5 separate regions of the Mus musculus genome follow, and all the other regions are linked to region 1. A link is a contact called in public HiChIP or PLAC-seq and promoter capture Hi-C data. All regions are on one chromosome and are shown on one strand. The core of a region is the stretch at or near the end of the contact, and the rest is flanking DNA. Distances in the headings are between cores, read along the strand shown. Region 1 holds the start of Cd83 (CD83 antigen). Region 2 has its middle 18 kb from the start of 1700029N11Rik. Region 3 holds the start of Tbc1d7 (TBC1 domain family, member 7). Region 4 has its middle 38 kb from the start of Gm33958. Region 5 has its middle 61 kb from the start of Gm29676.

Evidence for each region. Promoter capture Hi-C pulls out the DNA fragments that hold promoters and counts their contacts. HiChIP or PLAC-seq counts read pairs in DNA pulled down with a chosen protein or histone mark.
Region 2: a promoter capture Hi-C map of liver shows a contact between it and region 1, with 3 times the contacts expected there. The contact joins the enhancer-like site here to the promoter of Cd83 in region 1. A contact is called at or near these places in 3 of 39 promoter capture datasets (hippocampal neurons and liver), 2 of 484 Hi-C or Micro-C datasets (both in nephron progenitors), 3 of 115 datasets of contacts at active chromatin or transcription factors (embryonic forebrain, neural tube and thymic regulatory T cells) and 2 of 9 other capture datasets (embryonic stem cells and liver).
Region 3: an H3K27ac HiChIP or PLAC-seq map of microglia shows a contact between it and region 1, with 7 times the contacts expected there. The contact joins the promoter of Tbc1d7 here to the promoter of Cd83 in region 1. A contact is called at or near these places in 4 of 39 promoter capture datasets (hippocampal neurons, pre-B cells, second pharyngeal arch cranial neural crest and 1 more), 1 of 484 Hi-C or Micro-C datasets (CD4 T cells), 5 of 115 datasets of contacts at active chromatin or transcription factors (large pre-B cells, memory CD8 T cells, microglia and 2 more) and 1 of 9 other capture datasets (embryonic stem cells).
Region 4: a contact with region 1 is called in an H3K27ac HiChIP or PLAC-seq map of embryonic stem cells, with 3 times the contacts expected there. The contact joins the enhancer-like site here to the promoter of Cd83 in region 1. A contact is called at or near these places in 7 of 39 promoter capture datasets (the 3T3-L1 cell line, cranial neural crest, embryonic stem cells and 3 more), 2 of 115 datasets of contacts at active chromatin or transcription factors (embryonic stem cells and kidney) and 1 of 9 other capture datasets (liver).
Region 5: an H3K27ac HiChIP or PLAC-seq map of thymic regulatory T cells shows a contact between it and region 1, with 4 times the contacts expected there. The contact joins the enhancer-like site here to the promoter of Cd83 in region 1. A contact is called at or near these places in 10 of 39 promoter capture datasets (cranial neural crest, embryonic stem cells, frontonasal cranial neural crest and 5 more), 3 of 484 Hi-C or Micro-C datasets (Th1 cells, cerebellar granule neurons and nephron progenitors), 6 of 115 datasets of contacts at active chromatin or transcription factors (CD8 T cells, Th17 cells, embryonic stem cells and 2 more) and 2 of 9 other capture datasets (adipose tissue and embryonic stem cells).

What each region holds. Positions count from the first base shown.
Region 1 is chr13:43,783,836-43,786,381 of GRCm38.p6, forward strand. Cd83 (CD83 antigen) reads left to right here and starts at 1,277. Exons shown (of 5, transcript NM_009856.3): 1 at 1,277-1,415; 2 at 1,511-1,632. The coding sequence starts at 1,379.
Region 2 is chr13:44,420,326-44,422,871 of GRCm38.p6, forward strand. No RefSeq gene overlaps it. Among named protein-coding and RNA genes, the nearest start is that of 1700029N11Rik, 18 kb to the right of the region's middle. Within about 2 kb of position 1,281, at least 89 of the 459 cell types and tissues checked have an H3K27ac peak or open chromatin away from gene starts, as enhancers often do. A contact at or near this core is called in hippocampal neurons and liver, where this site is marked.
Region 3 is chr13:43,170,218-43,172,763 of GRCm38.p6, forward strand. It overlaps Tbc1d7 (TBC1 domain family, member 7), which reads right to left and starts at 1,284. Exons shown (of 8, transcript NM_001252639.1): 1 at 1,092-1,284. It overlaps Gm40929 (a long non-coding RNA gene), which reads left to right and starts at 1,605. Exons shown (of 4, transcript XR_873309.3): 1 at 1,605-1,625.
Region 4 is chr13:44,360,828-44,363,373 of GRCm38.p6, forward strand. No RefSeq gene overlaps it. Among named protein-coding and RNA genes, the nearest start is that of Gm33958, 38 kb to the right of the region's middle. Within about 2 kb of position 1,269, at least 24 of the 459 cell types and tissues checked have an H3K27ac peak or open chromatin away from gene starts, as enhancers often do. A contact at or near this core is called in embryonic stem cells, where this site is marked.
Region 5 is chr13:44,319,952-44,322,497 of GRCm38.p6, forward strand. No RefSeq gene overlaps it. Among named protein-coding and RNA genes, the nearest start is that of Gm29676, 61 kb to the left of the region's middle. Within about 2 kb of position 1,285, at least 27 of the 459 cell types and tissues checked have an H3K27ac peak or open chromatin away from gene starts, as enhancers often do. A contact at or near this core is called in CD8 T cells, Th1 cells, Th17 cells and 1 more, where this site is marked.

The DNA.
Region 1 (2,546 bases), core at 27-2,526:
ATATGATGTATATATGATGTATAATGATTATATGATGTATATATGTATATTTGCATATGCATATGTGTATATATATGTATATATGTAATATATATGAGAGATTGAGAGAGAACATGAACTTGGGAGGGAGATGGAGGGAGGGATCTGGGAGGAGTTGGAGTTGGGGAGGTGGGGGGTGGACTTGGTAAAAACAAAATGCCTTCATATCTGAAGGAAAAAATAATAAAGTAAAAAAGCCATCCAAGTGCCCAACACTACCTAATGGGCTCTAATTTGTGGCCCAATGGAATATGGCACAGCCACCAAGCAGTTGCTGAAACTATTTTTAGTATTGTGAAACTGCTCGTAAACTGTTAAACTAAGCTAACACAGGATGAAAAAGATAATGGGAAGGGAACAGTATTAGAATGCTGTATAAGGGTACAGACATAGAATAGTCAGTACACCAAAATGTTAAGTGGGGTTGCTTCTGGGAATTAGAGGTGATTTGATCTATTTAAAAGAAAAATCTAATTTGAGATGGCCATACACTTCTGGATGTGGGCGTCCACTGGAGAATGATTGACCTGTGGGGGGAGGGTGGTCTCCCTCCTCCATAGCCGCCAACTATCCATAGCTCCCCAGTTAGGGGTGGGCAATTGTGAATCCCTTCCCCCAGTATGCTGAAAGGTTGCCTGCCTTGAGCATGTGAAAATCATCACTGCTCCTGTGACTTCAGAGTCATGTCCAGCAGACACCGTTCTCCTTCCAGATCTCTGGCACTTAAAATCTTTCTGTCCTGTCTTCCCCCTGGTCCCTGAGCCTTGGGGAGCAGATGCAAAGCAGATGGACTCAAGATTCTTTTAGACATTGTTTTCTAAAAGACTTATGAGCATGTGTGTAATTAATGCTTTAGTATAAAAAGATCTCCCTTGCTCAAACAACGTAAACAAGGCCGAGCGATAACCCGAAAGAAGGCAGCAAGCCAAGGACTGCAGGCGTTTGCCACTTCTCAGGAAGCCTAGGGTGTCTGTCCCTATCACAAAATCTGGAGAGTAGCAGGTCGCCACAGCCCTGGGTTTCAGAGGAAGCTGCCCACCCTATCTGAATCTGCATGACCCACTCGATGGGTTTGAGGGTCATCTAGCTGGGGTGGCGCGTGCCATCGCGGCTTCCGAAGCCTCAGGGCGCGGGGCGGTTCCGCGGAGCTGCTTGTTGCCGCTGGCCAGCCGCAGCAGCAACGCGGACTTGGGGACGCGCGCGGGGCGGGGACCAGGCTACCCGCCTCCTCCGACTGGGGAGTCCCCGGGGCCGGCGCGCGGGGAAGTCCCAAGCGCGGGTACAAGAGCACGGCGCGCGCCCAGGGGGCCGGCCCGGACAGTGTCGCAGCGCTCCAGCCATGTCGCAAGGCCTCCAGCTCCTGTTTCTAGGCTGCGGTACGGCCCCCAAGCCCGATCGCTCGGTGCTACCCGCGACCCCGCCTCGGTGGCCTTGCTTACGCCGCTCTGTTTCTCCCCCCTCTCTCTTGTAGCCTGCAGCCTGGCACCCGCGATGGCGATGCGGGAGGTGACGGTGGCTTGCTCCGAGACCGCCGACTTGCCTTGCACAGCGCCCTGGGACCCGCAGCTCTCCTATGCAGTGTCCTGGGCCAAGGTAAGCTCCACTGGGGTTTGCGCGGTCCCTTGCAGGGACAGTGGAAACAGGCACGTGAGAGACCGGGTCTCCAGGGGCCCTGGATTGGGCACTCCAACCATTCTGATACCCCATTTTCTCCCACCTCCCTTCATCCGCATCCATGGCCCACGCTCCCTTATGTTAGGATACAGATCATGATCAAAAGCGGCTTGGCGTGAATGATCCCACCAGAGGTTTCCAAGGGATTGGATCCATGTTACAGGGCACCTGTGGGTGCAGCCAGAGAGCTGCAGTGAAAGCAACATGGGCCTAGATTTGGGCATGGGACCGGGAGCATGTCCCTAGACTCCTGATTTCTTGTGCCTTGTGACCATGGCACCATCTCAAAGAGGGTCTCAGGTGGCTTAGGCTGGCCACAAGAGGTAGTTAGGAGCGATCATCTCTTTTCAGCTAAGGCTCGCTATTGGCTCGTCTGCCACCTTGCTTCTTCATGGAAGCCTCTGAGGGGTCGGGTCTGGCCAAGAATGAAGATTTCCTTAGAAATGTGCTGGAGCCCGAGGCCCAAACAGGAGAGACCGCATCTCTGCTTCTGTGGTGGGAAATTGAGTTGCACGCAGCAAGACATTTGAAAGGTTTCCTTTCAGTGAGAGCCCTCAGACTCCAACATTGTAATTCCTCTGGTATTTTAAAGCCCAGCTGCTGTAATTTAATAGAGCCGGCCTTTGCACCTCGGCTTTCAGCGAGGTTCCTTTGCACCTCGGCTTTCAGCGAGGTTCTGAGAGAGGCCACCTCCATCTGAAGGCAACATGAATTAAATCCCCCCCGGGGGTGGCTCTGAGGAGGAAGCCTCTGTATGCTCTCAGTTTTCAAGAAACACGGGACTGCCTTCTTCCCACAAAGAATGATGTTATGAGAAGTTTAAACGTGCGAGG
Region 2 (2,546 bases), core at 31-2,530, 640 kb after region 1:
TGAGTGGTTACATGGGGAGATTCATTTAAAATTAACGAGGCATTGGTTGCATTTTATAAGTGTCCCTAGGTAGCAAGTTCATAAGGGAATGAGGTGGAAACAGAAGAGGCTGTTTTAACACTTACTGACCAGCCCTCCAGCCAAGCTGGCACTTGCTGGTGTTTTCCCATCACAGTAACACAAAGACAAGTGGGAGCCCTAAGCCCAGGACAGGAGAGGGGTCCCGCTAACGTGCATGCACCTCGGGCCAGTTTACAAATGACTACACAGTGGTCCCAGCCCCGAGCATAGACAGAACAGACTTAAAATTGAACTATGTGCTCTGGCCTTCACAATGAAGTCGATGGTGGGCTGAGCATAGAAGACTGGACCCATAAGATTATGTTGCCTAGTGATGCCGTCGTCACCATCTTTGTTTGATCTCAGCCAGAATGGTTGGAAGGCCACTGAGAGGCACTTGTACACAGGCCTGAAAACCTTGAGTTCATTTCCCAGATTCCACAAGGTGACTGTAGCAGAGAGAACTGACTCCCAAGAATTGTCCTCTGACAACACACACACACACACACACACACACACACACACACACACACACACAATGTTTTTAAGGCCAAGAAGCAACACCGCAGCCGTCTTAATTTGCATAAGGGTGATGTGATGTGCCCACAAGGATGAAATGTAACAAAACATGTCTCAAGACGTCGCCCCCATCCTTAAACGACTCATGAGAGCTTCGTTTTGCTATCACTGACTTTGGCATTAGAAGCAGTATGAAGGCCTCACTTTAGTAATGCCAATAATTGCTTGGCATGGATGCTTCTGGAAAAGCACAGATGGTTCTAGAGTCTGACTTGGAAAAGCGCTGAGGGTGTGTGTGTTGGGGGGGGGGGATGCAGTTAGGAGGCAGGAAGACCAGAAGTGTAAGGTCATTATTAGCTACAGATAGAGTTCTAGGCCATCCTGAGATGCGTGAGAGCCAGTCTCAAAAATAAAAATTAAAATCAATAAAAATAAAAAAAATATATCACCTCTTTTAATATCAGTGCTTGCTGAAGCTAAGAGACAGCAACTCGGAACCATCATCCATGAGATATCAGAGACATAGCCTTAGCCCCAGTACCACTGTGCCTGTAATGACACCTAACTGTTCTCATCACACCCACCCATGAAGAAACCTGAAGTCATAAATGAAGAATGTTGACACTAATCAGCCAGCCCCTCCCCCTCTTCTCACAGAAAGAACTGAGGTATCCACCTACTCTGCTTCAGGGAGAGGCAGCGATGAGCTATTTGGAGGAGACATCAGATTCTTGGCAAAGAACCACAGACACAGTGTAACATAGTTCCAAGCTGTGTTCTGGGAGACACTTTCTTCCTCTAAAGAAGACACAACCAGGATGCCAAAGAACCTACCCGGTGGCCAAAAAGCCTTCCCTGTTTCCCTGTTACTATCTTTCCACCGCATGTTTTTAGCCCTCACAATAGCTTCTCTCTCTCTCTCTCTCTCTCTCTCTCTCTCTCTCTCTCTCTCTCTCTCTCTCTCTCTCTTTCTCTCTCTCATTTCTTCCCTCCCCCCCCACCCCCCCCACCCCCACTTCTCAACAAGGTCAGCTCATAATAGGCCTTTGAGATGGCATGACCCATCCTAAGGCATGATGCATACCGGGGTTGTCATTCTGAGTGTAAATCAGGAAAGAACCACAAGAATTGAGAGGAGAAGGCCCCATAAGAAAGAGCCCTTGTCTTTGCTCTGTGACACGAGGAGCCGTGTGGGAGCAGCAGGGAGTCATGAGATGCATGCATGGATGGAATGGTCCAAGGGTAGATCTGAGGGCAGCAAGGCCAGAAATCACTGTAATGCGGCTGACAAGGGCTGACAGTCTGCCTCAGCCAGCCCTCCAGTCACCAACTTGCTGGGAAGATATGAATGCGTGTGCACCTGGAAATGTACTAAGACTGGGAGGACAAAGATGTCTGTTAGACAGCCCATCCCTTTTGGTTCTGAGAAAGGTCCAGCATGTGATTTGCTTGCAGATTAAATGTTGTCATTGAGATGGTCTTTCTTGTTTAAAAAAAAGAAAAAAAGGAATGTTCTCTATTGTCAACCACATTGGGCCCTGAAGAGTGGGTGGGTGGGCATGGACTCAGGGAGGGAAAGATGATGGAGAATCGTCTGTGAACAAATAGGAAAAGGAAACACAAGAGTCTGCTGGAGGTAAAACAGTACTTACAGGCAAATTTACACCCTTGGGTAAATCTACTGCTGGGGTGAAAGAATTCCAAGGGAGGACATGGCCTGGAAATTCCATGGTAAACGGAAAGAGAGAACAAAGCAGTCACAGGAGCTGGTCCACAGAGCCAGTATCAATGACAGGGTCCTCTCAGGATAAGCTGGTGGAAACAGCCATTCACTGAGGACTTTGTAAATATACAGGGAACCCTTTAGGGCCCTGAACTTCATCAGGTCTAAATACCAGGCATGCTCATAGTGACTACAGTTTGACTGTACAAGAGGTGTGACTTATTAAACTGATGAAATGAAGCCT
Region 3 (2,546 bases), core at 34-2,533, 610 kb before region 1:
TGTTCTCATGAATGAACAAAATACAAATGAACAAATAAGATGAATTAGAAAAGCTGGCAGGATATGTTATATAAATGGGGCTAACCAGTGGTGTGTACTAATTCTGCTTCCAGTTTTACAACTAAGGTCTCACTAAGTAGCCCAGGCTGGCCTCAAACTCTCTGCCTCCTAGGTGCGGGGGGTAAAAGGTGTGGACCACGGCTTCTGGTCCAAGATAGGTATGTTTTAAAATAAGAGGAGACATCCAAAATATTAACAAGTTATTCAGTTAGTAAAATTCTAGGTGACCTTAATTTCCTTTTTTGTTTGTTTGTTTGTTTTGGTTTGGTTTTTGTTTTGTTTTGCTTAGCTGTCCTCTCGAAAATAGGCATTTGGAGAAATTAGAAGGGGGTGGAGGGAAGCCCTAAGTCCTGCCCTTATTTTTCTTCCTATAAACACAATTCTACCAAGTTTTGTATTATCAAAATACAAAACTCCAACAGAGAAAAAGCATTAAAGTATAACCAGAAGACGGCTAAAAATCTGGCAAGAGCACTCAAATCATCTCAGAGAATACATAATTCTTTCAGAACAGTCTTTGTGATATTAATGGTAAACCAAAAGAAAAGATCAAACTAGGTTTAGTGACTAGGCACTAAAGATGCAAACATTCTTCCAAAGAATAAAGTCCTCAGCTACTAAAAGCCCCCGAGACGTCCCCAGATAACCAGGGGAGTTTGGACTTCTTGTTGGGAGTTAGATATCTGAACAGCTTCTGTTATGGGGAAGATTGCAATTCATTTTTGAAAAAAGCTATTTAGAATTTAGAATTGCCTTTAAAGAGTTCCACGGCCTCTTCATAGCTGTTAAAAAAAAAAAACCCAAAGATTAAAATGCAATCTGTAGTTTGAGGGCTCTTTTGGTTTTTGTATTTTTAAGCATTCGCTGCCCCTGTCGTCTATCGACAGCATTCCTGGGACTGCACTGTGATGGCACAGGAGTCGCCCTGAAAGATGCGCTGTCAAATCTTGCCCAGGTGACTCCACCTGCGGGAAAGGTGCCCACAACCCAGTGAAGCCCCAGGCCCCGCTCTCCCGGTATGCACGCTTCACCTCGAGTAGAGCAAACACACCCGGCTCAGACTCAGAGATCCGGGAGGCGGCGGAGAACCGGCCCGGCAACGCTGTGCTACCGGCAGGCAGACGGAACCATAAGCGTCAGGGCCGAGCGAGCGAGGGGAGCGATGCCATGAGACACCCGGCCCGGCCCTCTCCGCCTCTAACTCCCGCCGCCGGACGTGACGTCGCCCCGGATGCGCGTGCGCAGAGGACATCTGCTGGGAGTCCCACCCACACGTGGATGTTAACCGGGTGAAGCTGAAGCCCTGAGAGGTGGTAGCGGCCGAGTCTGTGCGCCCTTGAGTATCCACGTCTGTCCCTCTCACCTCGATCCCGAAACCCTGGTGATCGTCTCCCCTTCGTTCAGAGTGCTTGCTTAGGGCACTCTTCTGCCCCGTGGAAACCGGGATCCCTCAGGCGGTGTTTCTTCCACCTCGCCCGGTGGAAAATCGGAAACGAGCCTTTGCTAATCGATTGGGCTGCACTTCTTCTTCCAAACGTTCCAAGTGACCATGAGAAAGCAAATCAGTTAAGTCCTCAGCTATTAAAAACTGAGTGATGGGCAGGAGAGATAGCTCGACAATTAAGAGCACTTACGGCTTTTGTACAGAACCCGGGTTCAAATCCCAGCACTCACGTGGTGATTCACAACCATCAATAACTCCAGTTGCAGGAATTCCAAACTACCCCTTCTGATTTCTGCCAGTACGGGGCACGCGCATGGTGCTCATGCACGCAGACAAAACCTTTATACACAAATATTTAAAACTTAAAAACAAAAACTTATTGGTCCCCCAATGATCAAGGAGGGATAAGCAAAACCATTTGTTCATCGTTTACTGTGCAAAGGGGCAGTTGCTGCCATTTGCCTTTTGGCAGCTACTCAGACCTAGAATGCCAAGCGCGCAGTCAGTTAAGGCTGCTTGCTTGGGGAAGCTGCGAGCCGCTGGACAGAACTGGGGCATCCTGTGTGATTTGTCACGGAGAGCATGTTCTTTGTCCATCCCCAGGTGGCACTGAGTTGGAAGCAAGGACTGAATTAGGGAACTATTAGGAAGATATAGCTGTCTGGGACGGACTACTGATTCGTTTTTTGGATTGTTAGTGCCAATCTGGCTCACTCACATTGTAAGCCCTTCCTCCCGAGGTCTCTTCAAGTATTTTTATCACAGTAACAAGCCAAGGAGGTAACACGGCCGCAGTGAGGCGCTGTCCCCATGAGTGTTGGGAAATTACTGCAGAGAAAGCAGTACCTGGGCCGGAGAGTTAGGGATTTTTAAGGCTGTGAGTGAGTGCAGCTAGTGGTGAAGTCACATGCTGAGCTGGCTAATCTTACCTCAACCTGACACAAGCTAGAGTGACTGAAAGGAGGAAGCCTCAAATGAGAAGACACCTCCATGAGACCCAGCTTTTTCTTAATTAGTGATTGATGGAGGGTCCAGCCTATTG
Region 4 (2,546 bases), core at 19-2,518, 580 kb after region 1:
TGGCAAAAAAAAAAAAAAAAAAAAAAAAAGAAAAGAAAAAAAAATCACAATGCAAAACAAATTAGCCGGGGAATTTCCCAGGTGTCAGTTTCAATGAGGGAGGGACAGACGAAGAATGAAATCATCCCATGGAAAAGATTCCCAGCTCTGGAGCTGCTCGGGGACCAGTGACTTCTAGCCTTCTTTTTCCCAAATGCGTGTCACACTGACACGGTGAGGATTTCCTATGAAATAATCCCTTTGCCAACATCAGCGAATCACCCTCCCCTTTGATCAGGACAGACGCTGCGGATCTTGAAAGTTGGCCTACTTAACACAGCTCCAGTGAGGCTGCTCAAAATAAGATCTCCGAGAGCGGAGAGGGGAGAACGGTCGTCGTCGTGTACAAGCATAGAGTGAGTAAGCCTTTGAGAAGAAGAGAGAGGAAGACAAGCCTGCAGAGAGAGAAGATTCTAGCATGGGTATCTCGTGAATAGATCCTACCAGCATGTGATACTTTTATACAGCATGTTATTACCTCCGAGGGTTTTACTTAACCTGCAGAGTTGGCAGTTGCCTTTCATATTTAAAACTGTGTGTAACTGACAGTCCGTGGCACAGGGGACAAAACAAAAGCCCAAACTTCTATCATGAAGAATCTGAATTCTATACCTCTGTGTGTGTGTGTGTGTGTGTGTCTGTGTGTGTGTGTGTTTCTATCTCTATTTCTCTGTGTCTCTCTCTGTCTCTGAGTGTATGTGTCTCTGTGTCTCTGTCTCTCTTGTCCCTCTGTCTCTCTCTGTGCGTCTGTCTCCCTGTCTCTCTGTGTCTCTGTCTCTGCCTCTCTCTGTGTGTCTTTCTGTCTCTGTGTCTCTGTCTCTCTCTGTCTCTGTCTCTCTGTGTGTGTCTTTCTGTCTCTGTGTGTGTGTGTGTGTGTGTGTGTGTGTGTGTGTTGGTATGACTATGGAGGTCAAAGGTCAGCATCAGGGACCTTCCTCAATTCTTCTCCGTCTTATTTTCTGAAACAGGGTCTCTCACTAAATGTGAAACTCCCTGGCTTAAGCAGATTGGCTGGCTACTGAACCCCAGGAGTTCTTCTGTTCCCACCTCCCCCATCTCTGGGATTACAGGCTTATGGTGTCATCCTGGCTGTTTTATGCCATTGCTGGAGCAAGCACTGTACCAACTGAACCATCTCCTGCACACAAGCCACCACCTCCGTCAGTCTACAGCCTCTGGGTACACATCACGACAAGAGCGTCACTGGATTATCAACCAGTCACTGCACTTCTCAGGGCAAAGATCCCAGCCACCCAGGCTGGAAGCAGTTTTCACTCTCAACTCTAGTCACCTCCTGTCCTGCGGAGAAAAGCTTAGTTTTTGAATTGAACACACACACACACACACACAGGGAACCCAGGAAATCTCTAAAGTTACCGCATCACTTGTTGCAACAGCAACATTAAAATAGCACACCCATGTATACATACATTCACTCATGTATATGCTCCCCAGGCCTTTGAAAGACTCCCTCACCCCTATTTTTATTAGACTCTGAATCCAGCCTTGTGACCCTGTCTGAGGACAGTCCGATCTGCTTTACATTTGAGCCAGTTCTACCCTGCTGTAAAAACAAGCAACCGCGAATGCTTGTCTCTCCCATCAGGTGCAGGCTGATGGGAACCAGGACTCAGTCGTAAAGACCTGGCTGTTTCGCCTCATCAGAAGTTTGGTGAACGTGAAGAATTAAAATAGTTTATGAACACGGAGCGAGACCTCTGGAGGGGAAAGCAACAGTGAGAGGGAAGGCTTGGCTCACCACCATTTCCAAGTACGTCTTCAAAACCGATGGATGACTGTAATACGCCCCATCATGCAGTCTGTTGCAACTCTACCAGTTTGCTAGGGCTGGCTAGTCAGCTGCACAGGGCTTTCCTGGAAACCCCTCATTCTTGGGACTGGGGGGTGGGGATGGGGGGGACAGCTCTCTACAGAATCCTCTTGACATAAGAAAGGATTTCTTTTTGAAAGTCCATCTTTTCTTTTCCCATCTGTTTCCTCTCACGGCACAGTTTGGGGTCAGATCAGGTCTTCTGGCGTTCCGGAGGATAACTCGGCCCTTTCCTGTGAATATCCAGACTGGAAAGGGCTTCCTTTCACCTCTTAGTTCACTACAGAGAAAGAAGCACAGGGTGAGGGCAGTACTCCGGATGGCCTGTGTCTGAGAACCTGCCACAAGTAAATGGGGTGAACGACTTTGGAAGGGCAAAAAAGAAAAGAAAAAAAAAAAGAAAAGAAAAAAGAAATACCCTCAAAGGGGAGGGTGTTAATTGAATTTGGTTTCAAAATTTGCAAATTCCTGTGTCTGCTTAAGGCAAACGAGGCATTAGAGCTGCAGAGTCCATTGTGCCTGCTGAACAGGACCTCCTGATGTGGGTGGGGTGGGGCTACTAGGAAGGCCTTTCTTGTGGCTGCTTTGTCTTTCAGTTTGGTGAAAGCTGGCCTCTCACTCATGGGATCCAATGTGGGCTGACAATGGACACCCAGGAGCAGATAATGGTAAAATT
Region 5 (2,546 bases), core at 35-2,534, 540 kb after region 1:
TTTTCCACCTTTATGCTGTTCTTTAGGTGTTTTTTTTTTCCTTACAACAATGAGAAAAGAAGCTAAAAACAGGAAGTATGGCATCTTTCAAAAGGCTACTTTCAACCCTCCTCGCTCTGCATGCAACAGTTAGCATTGCAGTAGTGAATATCACAAGCTACGAGGCTTAATGTTTAAAAAAAATATATTCCTCATAGCTTTGGAATCCAGTCCAAGATCAAGGAATTGACAAGGCATCCCTGGAATCTCTCCTTGGTTTGTATATGACAATCTTTCCCCCAAATCATCAAGTTATCTTCTTTTGACACAGGTCTATGCCCTAATCTCTTTCTATATGGATACTAGACTGACTTAGGGATGGATCACCCATATGCCCTCATTTTAAGCAGTGTCGCCTTCTGAGGTGCCAGAAGTTAGCACTCCAACAAAGAGTTTTTAAAGGGATGTAACTTACCCCTCCCACTCCTTGGAGGGACTTGGTACTCAACTGAATAAACTCAGCTTCATTTCAGCTATAACAGACTCAGTCTGAGGCCTGGATTCATAAAGGAATAGAGCCGAATGCTCATCTGATGTCTGACTTGTTGTGGTTTATGCAGAACAACGCCAGCAGAAGCGGGGAGGACAGTGATGTCACTAAAAAGCATTCTCTTAGAAGGAGACCAGCTTCTGTGATCCCAGGGGGCATTAGAACCATGATATCCTTCTCTAGAAAAGAAATTATTGGATTTTTTTAATTTACATTTCAAATGTTATCCCCTTTCCCAGTTTCCCCTCCCTTCCTGTAAACCCCCTCTCCCATCCTCCCTCCCTCTGCTTCTATGGGGGTGTTTCTCCACTCACCCACCCACTCCCACCTCCCTGCCCTCCATTCCCCTATACTGGGGCATCTATCCAGCCTTCATAGGACCAGGGACCTCTCCTCCCCTTGATGCCTGACAAGGCCATCGTCTGCTACATTTGCAGCTGGAGCCATACGTACTCCCTGGTTGATGGCTAAATGCGGCAGGATGGTGTGAGCACTTTCTGACTGCACTCCTTCACCCCACCTCCCCTGGGACCTTCATTAAGGTTCTTCTCAAAAGGGATTTCCCTCTCACATCTACAAACATCAGAAAGGAGTGGAATGAGTCGCCAAATGATCAGAACGAACGTTTTCTCATGGCACTTTCTCCTGAGCAAAAACATGACTTCTTACGTGAGCAAAACGAAAGAAAAGTGATAGCAGATGACTAACCAGGGTGACAGGAAGATGTATGGGTGTTCGGGACATCGGGAGCTTTTGAAGCACGCAAGGCCGGTGCTGAAATGAGAGTGGGTGAGCAACCGCCCTCGCAAATGGAGCACAGGAAGAACTATGAATAAGACGCATACACACACACCAAAAAGACGTGTGTAATTTGCAGTGTGTAGCAGTGGGCTGACCATGATGGTTCTAAATACCCTCTGACACATTTTTACAGAGGAACCGGGTGGCTTTATTCTAGATGACAATCCCTTGCTAATTACCCTTCATGCTGACTGATAGTGGCACTGTGAGTCACCAGGGTTCTCCCGTGGAGCCCTGTTTACTCATGGGCCATGTGTTGGCTGTGATTGGGACGTGAGTGAATCCAGAAGCCCTTGATTACAGACCTCCATGTGGGGGATGAGGGTCCGGGTGACATCATGGGTCATGGACTGAATTGCACCCCCACCCCCCACCCCCAAACAAAAGCTGCATTGAAGTCTTAAGCCCCAGTTCCTACAAATGTGACTCAATTAGAAAGGAAGCCATTGCACATGTAATCGGTTAAGATAAGGCTCTATTTGATCAGGGAAGAGCCAACATCCGATATGACTGGAAAAAAGCAGAGAGAGAGAGAGAGAAGGACACCAGGAAGAGAACCATGGAGATAGACATTGGAAAGATGCATCTACAACCCAAGGAATGCCAGTGCATCCATTACTTTAGCTAACAAAAGGAGCCTATGGGAGAAAGGATTTATTTTGACTTATGGTTTTAGAAGATACAGCTGGTTCATAATGCTGGAGCCATGGATGGAAGGGGGAACGTGGGAGACAACTGATCGGCATGGCCTCTCCAGTCAGGGGGCAGAGAAACGTAAATGCTGGTCCTCAAATTGCTTCCTCCTTCTTCATCTTATATTCAGTCTGGCATACACATATACTTACACACGCATGTGCATGCACACACACACACACACACACACACACACACACACACATGCATGCACCAGCCCTTCAGGGTAGGTCTTCCCTGATCAGTTAATAATCTTTGGAAATAACCTCATAGACAACAACAAGGGTGTGCCTCTCTTATGCTGTGGACACTCTTAAATCTAATCAAGTTGTCAATAAAGAACTGGCCATCACAATCTGAAAACACCAAAGTCTGGGGAAAGGCAAAGGATTCTCTCCCTTTGCTTCAAGAGGTCAAGCCTTTGGAAGTCGGGGAGAAGAAGCGTTGCTCCTCCAGCCTACTGTACTTTGCAAAAGCAAGTACCCATACTGTGGTTCCCAGTCACAAACAAGCTTTGAACCCC